Regions from separate parts of the Sus scrofa genome. Here region 2 is linked to region 1. A link is a contact called in public Hi-C data. All regions are on one chromosome and are shown on one strand. The core of a region is the stretch at or near the end of the contact, and the rest is flanking DNA. Distances in the headings are between cores, read along the strand shown. Region 1 has its middle 61 kb from the start of SLCO5A1. Region 2 overlaps SLCO5A1 (solute carrier organic anion transporter family member 5A1).

Evidence for each region. Hi-C and Micro-C count contacts between places; a contact is called where the count stands out from the background.
Region 2: a contact with region 1 is called in a Hi-C map of skeletal muscle, with 4 times the contacts expected there. A contact is called at or near these places in 3 of 47 Hi-C or Micro-C datasets (heart right ventricle, psoas muscle and skeletal muscle).

Annotation. Positions count from the first base shown.
Region 1 is chr4:65,377,279-65,379,978 of Sscrofa11.1, reverse strand. No RefSeq gene overlaps it. Among named protein-coding and RNA genes, the nearest start is that of SLCO5A1, 61 kb to the left of the region's middle.
Region 2 is chr4:65,542,733-65,545,432 of Sscrofa11.1, reverse strand. The region is part of intron 5 of SLCO5A1 (solute carrier organic anion transporter family member 5A1); the gene reads right to left. Among named protein-coding and RNA genes, the nearest start is that of SLCO5A1, 100 kb to the right of the region's middle.

The DNA.
Region 1 (2,700 bases), core at 154-2,653:
TTTTTACCACTTTTAAAGAGGAAAGAGAAGTTCCCATTGTGTGCAGCGGAATCAAATCTGACTAGGAACCATGAGGTTGCAGGTTGGATCCCTGGCCTTGCTCAGTGGGTTAAGGATCCAGAATTGTCATGAGCTGTGGAGTAGGTCACAGACACGGCTCGGATGTGGTGTTGCTGTGGCTGTGGCGTAGGCTGGCAGCTATCTCTCCAATTGGACCCCTAGCCTGGGAATCTCCATATGCTGCAGGTGCAGCCTTAAAAAAAAAAAAAAAAGCCAAAAATAATAATAATAAAGAGGAAAGAACTATCACTCTTTTTTGTTTGTTTATTTGTTGGCCACATACAGAAAGACCAGACCAGGGATCAAACACACCACAGCAGTAACCTGACAATGCCAGATTCTTCACCTACTATTCCATAAGAAAACTCTTGGCCACTGATAATTTTTGAAAAGATGAGCCTGGACAAATGACCTTGTCTGGACTAAATCAATTTGACCTTCCCTGTGTTTTGCTCACCGTCATATAATATATAATAGCACAAATGATGAAAACTGACAGAGAAGAGATGTCATGCAATAGCTGGGAGTTGTTAAAGCAGTGACTAACGGGTCTTCTGCACTGTGTTGCAGATCATGGGTTCTTCTCTTCACCTTCTAAATCTCACTTTAAATAATCTAACATTCTGCCCAAGGGCAGGAAGGGTCTGTGTTCCTTAACTTTGGTGCGGTGGGATTTTTGCTGAGTATTAGGAAATAATCATGATCATTTAACAGCTCCGACAGAGGATAATCCACAGCTGAAAATAGTATCCACAACCAACTTGGAAAGTGTTCTGTGGAAGAAAATGTACTCAGGCAAATGCCAGTGACTTGCCAGTTTGCCAGAATGTTCTTCGTCCTGGTGTGTATTTTGGACCCAACTCTTCCTATATACCAAACACTGTCCTAACCCATCCTCAAATTACCTCTAATGAATTGTGCTTTGGTAGTGAGCCCTCAGCCTATAGTGAAGGAATCTTAATAGATATATCTATAGGGCACTCACATTTATTGCAAGAATGTTGCTGAGGATGTTGTTCATGGCATAATACGATGTCGTCTACAAGACAGTAGAAATTTATCTTTGGTTTCAGCCCAGGGAATGGTTTTACTTGTCCTCAGTTGTCAGTTTGTTTGTTTGTTTTTGTCTTTTTGTCCTTTTTAGGGCCGTACCCACAGGCATATGGAGGATCCCAGGCTAGGGGTCCAATCGGAGCTGTAGCCACCAGCCTACACCACAGCCACAGCAACACCCTATCGGAGCCGCATCTGCGACCTACACCACAGCTCACGGCAACGCCGGATCCTTAACCCACTGAGCGAGGCCAGAAATGGAACCCGAAACCTTATGGTTCCTAGTCGGATTCGGTTCCGCGCCACTATGGGAACTCCATCAGTTTATTTTTAGATACAGTGACAGTAAACCCTTAACATTTGCAGACTTGATCTTTGTATTTTCAACAGTTCGAAAGAGGGTCTCAAGTTCCACTCACAGCCAATGCAGTGGCTAAGAAGCAGGTCTGACACCCCACCTCGCACATGTTAGCACAGCTTGGTGGTTGGCTAACCTGCGTTTTTCTCCACCGCGTTTCTTCTGTCCCACCACACGTTCCCCTTCCTGGGGGCTGCTAGAAAACGCAATGCCTTCTTAAGTGGATTAGAATGCACTACATTGATTTGGGTTCAGTGAATTCAGAGTTCCCAGGTGCCCTTCCGAAGAGCGGGATGGTCTGCCCGGTGTCATTTCACCCCGAGTCGGGTCAGAGAGCTCCGCTCCATGGGAACCCTGAGCTGGGCTCTGCAAAAGGACAGAACAGCTGGAGGAAACTCAGGACCACTCCACGAACGGAAGTGCTCGCCTCCAGGAAGGAGTTCAGTACTGGCTGAGGAAAGAGATGAGGAAAAATAAAGAAGTGAAACTATTCATCTTTCCCCAAAATTAAGGGGGGGAAAGATCATCTTTCCCAGCAAATCCGGGAGAAAGTGCCAGTTCCAGCAGTTTTGAGAATCACTTCTAGGCATTTCCAGCAGAGGGCGCGAGGGCATAGGTAGAAAGAACAGCAAAGCGCTCTACTTTTTGGGGAAATCCAGAGCACAGACTCGTGGCCCGTCAGAATTGCTGTATAGAAGGCGCTTAGGGTAACCTGGAGGAATTGAAAAGTGTGTTTACAAAGACGGGGGAGGAGTGGAATTCGTGGGGCTCCCGCAACCCTTAAAACAGTCAGCAAACATTGGTAAAATATTTCCAGCAATTAAGACCTATTTTATTAATAATTTTCCCTGGTATGTCCTATCATAGTTTGATTCTGAACCTTAAGACATTCACTCAATAAGCTCAATTTAAGTGTCTTTTATGAGCAAGCAAGATGCCACATGCTGTGGAGACTTGGAAGGTGTAAACCCAGTCTCTGTCCACAATGAGTTTAGAGTCTGAAAGTGGAGATTAGACAAAAATACAAATCACTGTATTCTGCAAATCAGCAAGGCACAAGTAGGTGATAGAAAAGGAAAGTTTGGAGTTCCCGTTGTGGCTCAGAGGTAACAAATCCAACTAGTATCAATGAGGATGCGGGTTTAATCCCTGGCCTTGCTCAGTGAGTTAAGGATCCAGCATTGCCACAAGCTGCTGTGTGGGTCACAGATGTGGCTCAGATCTGATAG
Region 2 (2,700 bases), core at 138-2,637, 170 kb before region 1:
ACACCAGGAAGCACCATGCAGTAGAAGAGAAATACGAGAACCACAATCTTTGGGACTCACGTCTTGGGAGCCCTGAAGGAAAGGTAATAAAAAGGTTCATTCAACAGAGAAAACAAGACCACTTCTCATTTCAGGTTTCTGCAAAGCTCTGGCTGCAATAACACATCCCATCCAATGCCAAGCTGTGTGATGAAAGGCATTCGAAAATCAAACAAATTCATATTTCATCTTTTAGGGCTTAAAAAACCTGAAAGAATTTTTTGCATCCGGGCGATGAAGCCACAGAGGGCAAAAAATAACTTGAAATGATGAAATGCACAAAAATTGGAGTGTTTCCTTCTGTTTTTCAGTGGCTCTGAGAGACTCAGGGTGAACCCGCCAAAGCTTTAAACAAACTATTGCCGAAGAAGTGGGGGAGACTCTTGCAGAGGCCATTTCACAGGAGACTAACAGGATCTCATTAACTTTTTCAGTTATCAAAATAAGCCTCAAAGGAAGACCTTGGTATTAAGTTGTGGTAGTTAGTTTCCATTCAGAGAGGCAAAGCCAGGTAAGCTGGTGCCAAATACAAAACCCTCTTGGGAGGCCCTTCGGGTGAGATCCGTTTTCTGCCAGCAGCTTTCAACCTCTCCCCTTTCCACTGTGGTCCAAAGCCAGCAGCTCTGGAGCTTTCCCATGGAGAGGGCTGATCATCATATGCCCTCGAACAGCTGAGCCACAAAACCTGACAAAGTTTTCCTTCCCCTGAGAGAAGGAAGCAGATTTTTCAAACTCTAGTTATCCAAAAAAAAAAAAAAAAAAAAATTGTTTTGACACATTTCTACACACCTCGACTCTACTCGTTAGAATGCATTTGCCCCACAAGGGGCCAAGTGGCCATTTGGTTCATTAAAAACCATATTAATTCTGCCAAGTGAATCAGGAGGACCAGAACGGCCTTTTAATAAAGATCGTCAGCTCGCTCATCTAAATGTTCTGGGTTTCTTCTTTCTTTCTTTTTTTATCGGTAGCTATAATTCACATACCATACACTTCACCTACTTAAATAAGTGTACCATTCAATGTTTTTTGTATATTCAGAGATGTGCAACCACTGCTACAGTCATTTTGAGAACATCTTCATGACCCTAAAAAGTAACTTTGTACCATTAGTTGTCACACTATTTCCTTCCACGCCCCTCGCTTAGCCCTAGACAATCACTAATCTACTTTCAGTCTCTATAGATTTGCCTGTTCCAGACATTGCATGTAAATGGAGTCATAAAATATGTCTGGCTGGCTTCTATCACTTCGCATCATATTTTCAAGGCTCATCCATGCTGCAGTGTGTGACAGGACTTCATTCCTATTTATGGCCAAATAATAATCCATTGTACTAACAGACTACATTTGATTTATCCACTCATCAGTTGATGGACACTGGACTTGTTTCTATTTTGGGCTGTTATGAATAATGTTGCTATGAACATTCACGTACAAGTTTTTATGTGGACATATGTTTTCATTTCTCTTGGATAAATGCCTAGAAATGGAATTTCTGGATCATATCGCAATTGCTTGAGGAAGTGCCAAACTGTTTATTCCAAAGCAGTTGCACCATTTGACATTCTTACCAGCAGGAAGGTTCCAATTGCTCCACATCTTCACAAGCATTTGCTTTTTCCAGAAATAATATTTGATTACAGATATCCAAGTGGGTGTAAAGTGTTATCTCATTGTGGTTTTGATTTGTATTTCCCTGATAACTAATGAGGTTGAGCATCTGTTCATGTAGCCATTTGCACACATCTTCTTTGGAGAAATGTCAATTCAGATACTTCGCCCATTTTTTTTTTTTTTTTTTTTTTTTTTTTTTGTCTTTTTGCTATTTCTTTGGGCCGCTCCCGCGGCATATGGAGGTTCCCAGGCTGGGGTCGAATCGGAGCTGTAGCCACTGGCCTACGCCAGAGCCACAGCAACGCCAGATCGGAGCTGCGTCTGCAACCTACACCACAGCTCACGGCAACGCCGGATCGTTAACCCACTGAGCAAGGGCAGGGACCCAACCCGCAACCTCATGGTTCCTAGTCAGATTCGTTAACCACTGCGCCATGACGGGAACTCCTCGCCCATTTTTAAAATGAGTTTATTTTTCTTTCTATTATTGCATTTTAAGAATTCTTCATGTAGAATATGAATTTTATAATAGAAAAGTCCCTTATCAGATATATGTTTTGCAAATATCTTCTCCAAATCTCTGGAGTTTTTTTAACTTTTTTGATTGTGTTATTTGGCATATACAAGTTTTTGATTTTGATAAAATCCAACTTGTCTGTTTTTTCTTTGGTGGCATTACCTAGTTCGAGGTCAACAAAGATTCATTCTATGTTTACTTCTGAGAGTAAGGTAAGGGTCCACCTTCATTCTTTTGCATGTAGCTATTCAGCTACCCCAGTGCCATTTTTTTTTCAAAAATTATTCTTTCCTCATTGGATGGTCTTGCCAAAAATCAGTTGACCATAGATGTAGGGGTTTATTTCTGGACTCCCAATTCTATTCCATCGATGTTTATGTCTAGTTTAAGACAGCACCATACTGTCTTGATTACTGTTGCTTTTTATTAAGTTTTGAAATCAAGAAGTCTAGGTGCTCCAACTTTGTTCTTTGTCAAGATTGTTTTGCCTATTCTGGATCACTTGCATTTCTAAATGAATTGTAGGA